3 separate regions of the Mus musculus genome follow, and regions 2 and 3 are each linked to region 1. Evidence: chromatin contacts called from public Hi-C and HiChIP or PLAC-seq data. All regions are on one chromosome and are shown on one strand. The core of a region is the stretch at or near the end of the contact, and the rest is flanking DNA. Distances in the headings are between cores, read along the strand shown.

Region 1 (4,191 bases), core at 1,263-3,762:
CAGGTAAATAATTCCCTTCTAAAGGCATAGAAGACATTTTTAATGAATTCATATGTTCCTGGATTTCTTTCCCTGGGTCAATGTAAACAAATGCCTGCTCGCTCCACTAAAATCTATTTTAGGAAATCAGTGCGTTTACAGAGTGAGCATTGTGAGCGTACTTTTCAGGTCAGTGGAGAACTGGGGGTACCTACTAGCTAAGCAGGGCCAGCTACTTGATACAGGACACAAAGCCTTAGTGTCTCTTCTTATCTGTGACTCTGTGTGATCTAAATGTACCTCATACTGAAAGTGAAACATTTGCTTCCTATAATTCCCTCCTCTTTTTCCTTTACTTTATCAATCTTTTTAGATTTATATTAATTTTTTAAAAAAACTTATGTAGCATTCATTAACTATCATAGTATGGGCAGTCTGTTCTAATAGGTAAAATATTAGGTTATATTAACACACTTTGGACATTTGTTTGTTGGTTGTTGTTTCAATGAAGATTTTTGTTTGTTTGTTTAAGCTCCTTTATACAAGAAATAATGCAGAATGGAACTAGAAAAGGCCATCCTGAGTGAGGTAACCCAGACTCAGAACGACAAACATTGTATGTACGCACTTATAAGAGGACATTAGCTGTATAAAAGACAATCATGCTATAGTCCACAGACCAGAGAGGCTAAGTAACACGTGGGGGGGGGGTGCATAAGAATCTCCCTGGGCAGGGGAAACAAAATAAATATCATGTGTGGACTGGGGCAGGTGGGCTTGGGAACAGAGGAATCAAGTACAATGGGGAGAAAATATATTGGGAGAAATAAACAGGATTGTGGAAGAGGCATTTCAGGAGCAAGGTGGAAACTTAGTGCAACAGAAATGCCATGGATTCTATGAGAGTGACCTAGTGATGGGGGCCACACCCTGAACCCGCCATCTTCTGTAACCAGGCAAGACCTCAAGTGGAGGGATTGGAACACCAACCCAATCACAAAACCTTAGAGCTACAGTTTGTCCTATTTGCAGAGTCTTCTGGGACCTGAGCCTAGCGGAATTGTCATCCGGAGACTTCATCCAGCAGCTGATGGATGCAGAGTCCCACAGACTAACATTAGGCTGAGCTGTGGGAGGAGGTGGAGGAAGAGGAAGAAGGATCGGAGGAACCAGAGGGATCAGGGATACCACAGGAACATGGCCCACAGAATCAACTGACTGGAGCTCGTCGAGGCTCTCAGAGATCAGAGAGCATGTAGGGATCTGACCTAGGTCTTCTGCATATCAGTTATTGTTGAGTAGCTTGGTCTCTTGTGGAATTCCTAACAGTGAGAACAGGAGTTGTCACTGATACTGTTGTCTACCTGTGGGACCCTTTCCATCCTACTGGATTGCCTCATACAGCCTTGATGTGAGTGAAGTCTTATTGTAGCTTGTATGCAGTGTTTGGTCCCTGGGAGGTCTGCTCTTCCCTGAGGGGAGGAGGCTAGTTGGATATGGGGGAGAAGGGAAGTTGGGGGGAGGACTACCATGGGGATGTAAAATATATGATAGAAGAATAAAGAATAAACAAAATAAGAACAAATCTTAAAAAAAATTTAAAAGGTCACTGACAAAAGAAAGGAAGGAAGAAAACAAGCAAGCAAGCAGCATCCTACTGCAGTTAATATTTCCATTATAATTACAAGAGAATTTAGGACCAAAGACATCAACCCTTTCTATCTTCTAAACCATCCTTCTAGCCATAGTCCATAATTGGATCATCAATTACTAAATTCTCCACTAATATATTAGCAAGTGTCATTAATCTTGAAGGGCCCTTGATAACTGTCACATTAGAAACTGTATTATATGAAATAAAATCTTTAAGCAAGCATAACACAAGAATTTTTCCCTTTTCTACTAGCATCATATTAGGTACAATCCTGATATCCCAAGCCATTTGTAACATCCGTTTGATGCTTCCTTTTCTAAAAAAATTAGTGCTACCAGGGAAAGAAGGGTCTCCTTTCAAGCTGATTATGAGGGAAGGGTACATCCTCACTGGCCCCTGAACATGTTAATGCCTGTTCAGCACTCGGATATGAAGCGTGCTCTAGCACACACCGCTCTTTAAATTTCTTAAAATGAACACTAGAATAGTTTAAACTGAACCTCTCATTTGTACTGGACACTGCTGACTTGGGAATGCTTCCTATCTCAAAACCCAGGAAGGAGATCCGAGTCCAAACATGGTCTAGGAAATATAAAATTAATTGTCGTTATGTTCCCTGACTTGTGGACCATATGATTACACAAGTACAAGTGATGAGTCGCAAGGCATAACGAAGAAGGAAAAGCCACAGGTCGCCCTGGAAACTAAATCCGTCGAAGCCCGCCTCAAAAACAGGTTCATCCTAGAACTTGCCTTTCGGACCTCATTCGGCCGTGGGTTGGTGCTATCTGATGTCAATCAAGATCAGGAGGGCGGGGCGGGAGTGATGGCAGTCACTTTGCTGGAAAAGTATTGGCTGAGAACCCGCCAATCAAGTTCACAGAGCCTTGACAATATCGCGAGTCCACATCCCGTACGCGACCTTTGTGTTGGAAAATGTGAGCGTGTTTTCCAGCTTTTGGAAGCCCCGGTGGCCCTTACGAAATCACGGGTGCTGGAGATGCAGGAGAGCCATGGAGATGGTGAGCAATGGTCGCGAGGCTGCGCGGAGGGTTGAGTAGGCGGGAGTCTGCGCTCCGAGGGGGCGCCGGGCGGGCCTGGTCGGCTCGGCCTAGGGCGGAGTTGGGCGGCTGCACGGACCTGGCGTCCTCGGGTGCCCCGGAAGGGAGGAGCAGAGCAAACACTGATTTTGCTACCAGGCCTTTGCCTTGCAGCGGCCTCTGTGTCTGCAGCCAGCAGACTGCGGGAGATGGCCTGAAGGAGCATCAGATAATCCAGTCTCCGTGGCGGAGGTTCCTGCGGGACAGCAGCGGGGCTCCCGCTCGCCTCCCAGAGTTTTCCCGTTTCCCCCTTGCGCCTGGTGGATGTACCAGAAATAGGTCAGATCCGAAACTCTTTCCCCACCCTGCAACTCTGTGTGCCATTCCCAATCAATATCAACTGATGGGTTACCGTGATGTATTTCAATCAGATGGCTTTTGACATCGTTTTTCTAAAGATTTAATGAATGGCGCTTTATCGTTGGCTTTCTTTAAGTTTTTGTATCAGTATATATTAATTATACATCCTAATGAGTTTCATTATGGCATTTTCACACATGCATATGTATTTTGAACATATCCTCCATTGTTTCTTTCCTGTCCCTCTCCCACGATAACTCCCTTCTTTCCTAGCTGCTCTAGGATAGACAAAAGTCTATCGTTTGGTAAGCCAAGGAACTTCGTTAGGGTTATTTACCGAGGGATTAATTACAGGAGCCCGGGCATATAATTAGTGGCAACAGGACACTAGAAAATATCTCTCAACCACTTACCAACTGTTCACTGCCCACAAATCCTCAGGGAGGGGTGAGGACAAGGAAGTATTGTTAGGTCCAGTCTTTTGCAGGTCTGCGCATTTAATCACATTTGCTGTCATACATGTGAGATATCCTCAGAATACCATTTTGTAGAAATTTTGCGTCTTTTGCTTCTTAACAGTTCACCCTTTCAACACCCAGGCTGGTTGTTTGTTTAAGTCTTTTGATTTGGTTTTTGTACGCTCCTCCTTTCGCCTTCTAAGCCACAGATACCTTCCCACAATGTTTTTCGGTTGAGTTTTTCCCCTTTCGTGACCCCCACCCTCAGCTTTAGTGATTTCCTGCACTTGGGCCTGGCACCTTGTGTCCACAACTGCTGTGTGCTTATTATCTAGCACACATTGACCTCTGTGCCCACTCCTTAGACAACAGCCTGAGCTTCGAGGTGCAGTGAGGGAGCAGCTGGATGCCCTCAGGCTCGTAGACTCTGACCTTAGAAGCCCTTTTGTTTGTTGTATGCATGTCTTGGTGACCAAGAACAGTATTGAAGTCAACATGGTGGAGTAGCCATTTTTTTCAACACTGTGACTTCAATCCCTTAGTGTCTGCTAGGTTATATGGTCATTCTGCTTCGTGCTTTCAAAAATAGCTGCACTGCATTTGTAGTTTAAACAGTTCTGTGCCCAGCTTTCCTTTCAAACACACCCGATGTTTACAGAGTACTTCTTTTTCTAAATTCTCCTCTCATATTACATGCCAT
Region 2 (4,191 bases), core at 762-3,261, 2.9 Mb before region 1:
CGAGCATTCAGCCTCTGCTACACACACACACACACACACACACACACACACACACACACACACACACACACACCCCAGAGAAGAGAGGAAGCAGTCTGCCAGGTGCCTTGTGCCTCCACCCAGTGCACACCCCTGGCAGGCAGCAGTTGGCTTCTTCCACGGACAGTGAGGTAGTGTGCTTTGTGTGTGGTCAGGCCCCAGGGATCTGTGTTGGTAGGGACACCACCCTTCCGGATGGTCCTGGACTTCTCTGGCCTCTCCTTATATCACCAAGGGCTTTGCTCAGATCTCCCCTTCCGGAACCTCTGCCCATAGGATGCTTCTCCCCCTCCCCTCTCCTTTGTAGACTAAGTCAGGAGCTATAGAAATATGTCCTTTTTTTTTTTTTAACAGAAAGACTGAAAGATTACAAGAAATGGCCTGGGGGTGTGGATGGGGGAGCAAAGTCAGCCTTAAGTCCAGAAACCACTCAGGGATGCCAATCCAGGCCTCTAGGTGGGTCTTAGGTAATGATAGGCTAGAAGATGGAAGTCTATCCTTGTAGGGCTTGTGTTCACCCCTGCTCTGGAGCCCCCAGCTGGTAGTGAAGAGCTTCAGAATGTCTTTGTAGAGCTGGGCATTTGTGGAGCTCCAGTTTGGGACAGAGCTGTACCCTCAGGTTAGGGTCCCTAGGAGGAAGGTAGTGTTCCAGAGGGGCTGCGTTTGCAACTGTGGGTAGTCCCTGACCCATGGTGCAACACTAATCCCATCTGAGAGTTCTGACTCCCTACCCCAGCAGTGGCCAGGGAGATGGAAATACCCCTGACTGATCCTTGCCCAGAGCTAGGTCTGGAGACAGATAAATGGGTGGGTGTGGACAGGAGTGTCAGTCAGGGCTGAACAGTGAGAACTTAATGTCCGGCTATCAGCAACTGCATCGTCAGCTTGCTAGGCAACGATCAGAGAGCCCCAACCCCTAACCCCCACTAAGCCTACAAACTACTCTGAAGCTCAGGCCAGTAGAAACCTCCCAGCCCTCCATATTTACTGTAGGCTTAGTCTGTTCTCTACCTGGTACCAACCACGGCTCAGCCTCCTCCTTAGCTGGGCAGTGGACTTGGACCGCTGAGCTCTGGGCACTTCTCCCAGAGATAAGGACTACTCATCAATTGTGCCTCGAGGCACCAGGGAAACAGCCTGGGCATGGCCTCACCCGAATTCCTTGTCTTGACCTCTAGTCTCCAACCTCAGGTTGTTAGGTCCTCAAGCTTAGAGTCTGTAGTTCCTGTGGCAGGATGGGCTTTTCTGGATGGGAGTCCCCTCTTCTGAGTTCCCCGGTGAAGTTGTGGCTGCAGTCCAGTCAGCTGCCAAAGGTCAGGGTGTTCACATGCGGCTAGCCAGAGTGGACCTCCTGGCGTCTGCGTGGGTTAGATCTGGGAAAGGCTGGAAGGAGTTGGGCTACAAGGCTGAGACTCTGAATGTCCTCAACTCTTTCCGAAGAAGCATCAAAATATGTGCAGAATCCTTGAATGCTAATTTGTGTCTCTCTGCGCTTTATTTGTGTGTGTGTTCACATGCGCACGTGTGTTTTGAAACAGGGTCTCACCCTAGAGACCAGATTGGCCTCACCAGTTTTAGTAGGACAAGCAAACACACCACGTCCCACTTTATCTGCACTTTAGAAGTTTCCTGTGCTTACCCGGTCTCCAGCTAGCCGTTGCAGGTGCAAAAAACGCTAGGCTAGACAGAGCTCTTGGTCCTTCGAGGGGAGGACTCAACGACCCCTATTCAAGACCGGAGACTTGCCCTGCCCCAGGCAGGGGGCGGGGCCTGGGTCCGCAGGAGCCGCTGGGCTTAGAGGGTCCCGGGAAGACTCCGCACCCCTGCATGGCCCTTGGCCAGTTTATCTTGCCGGAGGCGAGTATGAACCAGATGACCATTCTTGGCCAGTCGGCCTGGATCAGCGTTCCCAGGGGTCCAAGTCCCGGACTGAGGGGGTGGGGCGGGGGCGGGGCCTTAAAGGGCAGGGCCACGGGGTCCCTGAAAAGCGCGGACCAGGCGGGCGCCACCCAGTCCAGAGCCTGCAACCTACTTCCTTCTAGCTGCAGCCACTTGTGCAGGACCAGGTACCGCCATGCCGAAGTGCCCCAAGTGCGACAAGGAGGTGTATTTCGGTGAGCACGCTTGGGTATCCCAACCTCTCTCCACATGCCCGCGGGCGTACTGCAGGCGGTACGCGGAAGCGTGGTCCAGAGGCGGACAATATTGGGCTGTTCAGGTGGACCTGGCTGTCTAGAGTCCAGGGCATCGCCTGGGATAGAACCCATAGATCTTGCCCGCGGCTTGAGGGTGGGACAATTTGGTGTTAAACAGAACCGACATCTGTGCCTACTCGCTCTTATGTTTCTGGGTCGGTCTTCTGGCTTCCTTGTCTCTGGGTCTCCAGGTCTCTGTGACTCCCATGCTTGTGGGTCTCCCCTTCTCTGTGACCCTGGCCTCTGGATCCTGCTGTCTCTCCCGCCTTCTGTCTGTGCGCCTTGGGCGGGGTCCCTGCTGGATAGGAAGGAACGCGGGACTAGGGTGGCCCCTCCCAATGCTAAGTAGAAACAGACGCCCAAAACCACGTCCGGGGGGTTCGATCTCGGGTGCTCGTTTTCTTGCTGTTTGCGCGCCCTAGGGCTTCTATGAGATAGTGCGTGACTAAGAGGTCCCCTTGCCCCTGCTGAGGAGAAGGGTGTGCCCAGGTTTAGTGCAGAGGTCAGAGGACTTTAACTGGGTTTACCTAACCTTAGATCCTCCAGACTTGTTCTCCTCCACTCTCAAGTCTGAAGGCCTCCTCCTCTCCAGCTCTACAAGCCCTCGGGGGTCATATCCCTATGGTGACACTTAAAAGTGTCCCACCAATGAGCCGGGATGGGTGGGTGGCCAGGTAGCCCACGCCTTTAGTCCCAGTGCTTTAGTCCGGGGAGGCAGAGACAGGAGCATCTCTGTGAGTTCAAGATCAGCCTGATCTACGGAGTGAGTTCCAGGACAGCCAGGGCTACACAGGAAAACCCTGTCTCAAAACAAAAACAAAAAACAACCTAAAAGAAAATATCCCACCAAAAAGGTGACCCTTCTGGTTTGTGAGGTGGGATTGGCTTGAGAGCACCATAGTTGCCCCTAACCCTCTCTGGAGCACAGTGGTCTCTGGGGACACAGGGTGGGCTGCCACATTGAAAGAATGAAGTGTGGGTGTCTGTGCAGCTGAAGAGGGGTTGCAGGGACTCCAGTGTCTCACAGTGGATCTGTGCTTCTGCAGCTGAGCGAGTGACTTCACTAGGCAAGGACTGGCATCGTCCCTGCCTGAAGTGTGAGAAATGTGGAAAGACACTGACCTCTGGGGGTCATGCTGAGGTAAGGGGCCGTTAGGGGGCAGAGGGAGGAGCTATAGGAGTTGGGGTGAAGGTAAACCCTACTGTTCTTTTCCTTGTAGCATGAAGGCAAGCCCTACTGCAATCATCCCTGCTACTCCGCCATGTTTGGGCCCAAAGGTATGTTGCCGGACTTCTTCCCTAACGGGCCTCCCAGTGCCGGCCTCCTTTCCCAACATGTCAGTATCCTTATTTTTTATCTTATCCTCTTTTTATCTTTGGCAGGCTTTGGGCGAGGTGGAGCTGAGAGCCACACTTTCAAGTAGACCGAGGTATAGCCCCATCTCCAATCCCACCCAGTCCACCAGTTTACAGGACAGAGTCATCCCTAATAGAGTAAATAACAAAACTTTGCGCTCACATTTGTCTCTCTTTCTTACAGGTTGTGGAAACTCTCCCTGCCCGCCCAGGCACATGCCAGGCCTTACCCCCGGACAGCAGGGCTCTCGGGAACCCTCAGTGCCTTTAATAAACCTGATCTTTGGAAGTCCTGTGTTTTTGTCTGCTGATGTGTGATAGAGGGGTGTACAGTGAGAGCCTCAACCCCAGGCCTGATGCAGGGCACTGCTTTTCCTGCTGCTGCAGGCAGTGGTGCCCACTACCCTTTGAGGGGTGCAGTTTCAGGCCTACATCCAACTTCAGGATCCGTAAAGTTCCTGTCGCCTGGTTCTGTAGTGGTTCTGGCCTGGGGTGAGGTCCTGGCTGTCGGGGTCAGCAGGAACATGGCGTAGGTGGGGCTGGCCGCAGTTCAGAGGGTGAATCAGTGGGAGCTGCTTTGGTTCCCTTTTTGAGCTGTTTC
Region 3 (4,191 bases), core at 442-2,941, 2.8 Mb before region 1:
TTATACATTAAAAAACCAAACATCACATTTCTTCCAAACATCACATCTCTTAGAAACTGTATCCAGTGAAACAATCACAAATACCCACAAAAATCATTTGGCACAGTAAAGCACAAAAATCATCCAAGCATTACAACTCTGAAACTATGTATTCAGTGAATCACAAACAGAGCAAGTAACATCATTATTAATATAAATCATCAAAATATAACAACAATTCTAAAAGAATGTATTCAGTGGGGCAGTCGTCCAAGGCTAGTGGTATACTTCCAAGAGCAGGTTAATAAATCTTTATGGTCAGTGCTCTTAACTGCTGAGCTAACTCTCCAGCCACTTATGGTCAATTATTATTTAACATCTAATGTCTGATTTTTAAAATAAATCTTCATTGCATAAATTTAAACCATTTTAATTCTTTCTAATTAAGGCTTTCTTTACTATATACCAAAACCCACCTCCGATGACACACGTGTAACCATATGAAATTTTATTGTTGGGAAAGTTTTTTATCATAATAGTTTTATAAATGATTTAAAAAGTAAAGTGTTGGTTTCCCTGGGGATAAGGTCATGTTAGTGGCCCCATCTCTAGGGATGGTTTCTTACCCATTATTCTCGCTTAAGATCTTGGCCTAGGCTTCCAGGAACATGTAAATAAGAAAAGGAATAAGAGAAAACAAAACAGATAGATTGCCATGAGAACTATGGCTCAATAATTTTTCTCCGGCAAAGAGTTCCATAGTTGGTTCCAGGAAGTCTTCCCCTTTTGAGGTCGATCGCCACAGTCTGTGGAACTTGTCACACAGATCCAACTGGGGGTGGTGTGGCACCAGAGAATCCTGGCCAATAGCGAGACTGTAACACCATCACACAATCTCTATTTCTACCAGTGTTGGCCTCTTACACACACAGCGGCATATATACATGCTCTCTGAGTACGTGTTTGTCACTTGTGCCTGAGAGTCTACCCGGCTGGGTGGGGCCAATTCTTTGAACTTGGCTTAGCAGAGGTTGCAGTGGTGCATCTAGCCACCAGGGGGCACATGAGCTCTGCACTGTGCATTGTGGTCCTTAGTTGACCTGCCAATGTGATCTGACTCCACTGTTCCAGGGCAGGGACTGACCACACTCCCTCAGTGTCAGACAGTGGGTATCCCACCATGCCTTAGAAACTCAAAGCCCACAGGGAAGTGTAGGTGGGGTTGGCTGGAGACACTGGCCCTCAGAATTCCTTAATTCTGTCAAATTTCACGAACATCTCTTCACTTCAGTCATAAATTCTCTTAGTGTGGGGTGTGGCTGTGTGTCCACATGGGATGTGGAGTCTAGGCTGCTGAGGAGCCTGGCTTGGGCCTTGGAACCTGCTGCCAGTAACTGTGCACACACATGGCATGCACAGAGCCTGGGCATTACCATGAGGTGGACATGAGCCTGGGTGGGTAAGCCTGCACCCCTACCTTCACTACCAAGTGCAGCCTTAGACACATGGGACACATGCCCTTCCCCATCGTAACTGTATGACTAGTCAGAGCATGCGCTGTCTCCCACACTAGAGGAAGAGCTACTGACCCCACCTGCCTTGAGAAAACAGCCCTTCCCCAACCTGCTCTAAGAGCTCTAAGGAGAGTTTCGAGTAGGCAGTAAGTGCAATTCTACCAGAGGCCACATGAGGCCAGTAGAGTCTTGCTCTTGCAGGCCTCAGGCCCATGCTGGTTAGAACAGGGCTGGGAGGAACTTTGTAGTCATAGTAGACTCTGTGGAGCTCTGAGCTCAGAGCCCCTCCTGGTGACTGCAATTTGGTCAGTCAGAGAATCCCGGTCAACAGTGAGACTTTAACACCATCACATGACCTCTGGATTTCTACCAATGTTGTTTTCTCTCCACGCCCGACTCATTTGTGATGTGAACAGTGCTGGAGCCTCAGCGGGGAGGAGGATTAGAGACATAAATGTCTAAACACACACACACACACACACACACACACACACACACACACACACACACACACACACACTGGAGGGTCAGAGATGTCTAGTTGGGCCTTCGTCTCTTCTGTTATTTGGCGACTCCATTTAGATTTCTTTCACATATGTATATATATATATTTTAAAAAAATTATTTACTTATTATATGTAAGTACACTGTAGCTGTCTTCTGACACTCCAGAAGAGGGAGTCAGATCTCATTACGGATGGTTGTGAGCCACCATGTGGTTGCTGGGATTTGAACTCAGGATCTTTGGAAGAGCAGTCAGTGCTCTTAACCACTGTGCCATCTCTCCAGCCCCCTATATGTATATATTTTAAGAAGCTTCTATCGTAGTAGTTTTCTGTAGGTGCCAGGTTTTGAACTTGGCTTGGCACAGCATGCAGTGGTGCATCTGTCCACCAGGGGGCACCTGAGCACTACGCTGTGGTCATTGTGGAGACGCCACAGGTGTATCTCAGGTGCTTAGGCAACCAGCTAGTGTGACAGCCCTGACCAGTCTCACGACTGGCCTAACCGTGCTTCCTCAGTGCCAGACACCAGATTGCAAAGTATCGTTAGGCCCTAGGAACCCAACAGGTATTAGGGACAGTGCAGGTCGGGGGCGGGGCGGCTGGAGCTGGTGGCCCTGGGTACCCCCTAATTCTGTTGACACTTAGCCCTCTCCCCACCTACCTCAGTTATTAATTCTCTTTGTTTCCTGGCGTGTCCATGGATCTGTGTGGAATATGGGACTGTAGACTGCCCAGGAGCCCAGACTGGGGCTTATTTATTTATGTAATTTTTTATTTTTCCTGTTGCTGGTACATTGTGCACAAGATATGTACAGAGTCTTGGGGTAACCACGAGGAGAATATAAGCCTTCTCTCCCAAACTGCAGTACAAGCCTGAACTCTCAACTTGATCATCAAAACCCAGGCATGTACTCCTGGTCGCTTTAGCTCAGTGGTTCTCAATCTTCCTTACGTTGTGACCTTTTAATACAGCTCTTTATGTTGTCATCCCAACCGTAAAATTATTTTTTTTGCTACCTCATAACTGTAATTTGTTTACTGTTTCAAATCATCTGACTTTCAACTAGTGTGGAAAAGACATCGGACCCCTTAGCGGGGATCCTGACACACAGGTTGAGAACCAGTGCCTTAGTCCCTCTGCGCCTGCGTAAGAGGAGCTTCCTGTGGGCTGCAAAGATAATACCACCAATGGCCACATGGTGGCAGCAGAGATCTGCTCCTGGGGGCACCTTCTCCAGTCGCAGTTCCTGTTCCCCTGTCATACTATTTCCACCAGTGTCTACATTTATCATGGGTGATACATGAACTCCCTGGGACACAGATGTGTAAACATGGGGACACACACATGGACATTTGCGTGTGTACATACTCTGGGTCTGTTTTGTTACTGAAAGTACACCTGGTTGGGTAGAGCCAAGTATCTGAATCCGGCCTTCCGTGTGCAGTGACACACATGGTCACCAGGGGGCGCACGAGCCCTGTATTACACCACTCTGGAGCCCCAGCAGGCACACCTGGAGTTGAGGCATCACTGGTCCATCTGTGCCTTGACCAGCCCCAGGGCTAGGCCTGATCACATCCCCTGTGTGCCAGTCTTGATTGGCAGGGGTGGGGGCGGGGGTCCCAACAGACCCCAGGAAGCCAATAGCACAGAGGATGCTGGGACAATTACACAGGGGTCAGGAGGTGTGCTCCTGGGTCAGGAGTTTAAGTCTGCACTCTCAATACAGACTTATAATAAGGCACATGTCCCTACCCACCCTAAATAGGTGGGGTGTGTGCTTCCATCTAAAATAACTAGATAGGAATACATCCCTTTAGTCCATAGCTACACGGGGCAGGCCGCCCTTCACACCCTGACAAACCCTCCTTGCCCCCATCATCCCTAGGGAGAGCGTCTGCGTGGTGTGTGTGCAACGCTGGCTATGCTCACACGGGGGCAGCAGAGTTTGCTTGCTCAGTGCCAGCTCTGAGCTGCTGAGGCAGATGTAACCTGACTATAGTGCTCACTATGGAGACCAGGGCAGGCCTTTTCCACTTTTGCTGGACTGGGCAAAGGCTGTACCTTTGCTCTGAGCTGTGCAGGGCTGAACTTAGGCTTGTAGCTAGCACCCCACTGAGTTTAGTGCTCGGACAGGACACCAAGTGAGGTGTTGAGACAAGTCATGGGGAGTCCCCTTACCTACTTGCCT

What was found. Hi-C and Micro-C count contacts between places; a contact is called where the count stands out from the background. HiChIP or PLAC-seq counts read pairs in DNA pulled down with a chosen protein or histone mark.
Region 2: an H3K4me3 HiChIP or PLAC-seq map of bone marrow-derived macrophages shows a contact between it and region 1, with 4 times the contacts expected there. The contact joins the promoter of Crip1 here to the promoter of Zfp386 in region 1. A contact is called at or near these places in 7 of 39 promoter capture datasets (cranial neural crest, frontonasal cranial neural crest, hippocampal neurons and 4 more), 1 of 484 Hi-C or Micro-C datasets (B cells) and 4 of 115 datasets of contacts at active chromatin or transcription factors (astrocytes, bone marrow-derived dendritic cells, bone marrow-derived macrophages and 1 more).
Region 3: a Hi-C map of B cells shows a contact between it and region 1, with 9 read pairs. The contact joins the enhancer-like site here to the promoter of Zfp386 in region 1. A contact is called at or near these places in 2 of 39 promoter capture datasets (embryonic stem cells and liver), 3 of 484 Hi-C or Micro-C datasets (B cells, the C2C12 cell line and Sertoli cells) and 1 of 115 datasets of contacts at active chromatin or transcription factors (astrocytes).

The regions. Positions count from the first base shown.
Region 1 is chr12:116,045,212-116,049,402 of GRCm38.p6, forward strand. It overlaps Zfp386 (zinc finger protein 386 (Kruppel-like)), which reads left to right and starts at 2,513. Exons shown (of 3, transcript NM_019565.4): 1 at 2,513-2,655. The coding sequence starts at 2,647.
Region 2 is chr12:113,150,001-113,154,191 of GRCm38.p6, forward strand. Crip1 (cysteine-rich protein 1 (intestinal)) reads left to right here and starts at 2,012. Exons shown (of 5, transcript NM_007763.3): 1 at 2,012-2,153; 2 at 3,281-3,375; 3 at 3,455-3,512; 4 at 3,618-3,664; 5 at 3,775-3,879. The coding sequence starts at 2,114. The coding sequence ends at 3,658.
Region 3 is chr12:113,219,025-113,223,215 of GRCm38.p6, forward strand. No RefSeq gene overlaps it. Among named protein-coding and RNA genes, the nearest start is that of Gm25622, 7.0 kb to the left of the region's middle. Within about 2 kb of position 1,692, at least 32 of the 459 cell types and tissues checked have an H3K27ac peak or open chromatin away from gene starts, as enhancers often do. A contact at or near this core is called in B cells, where this site is marked.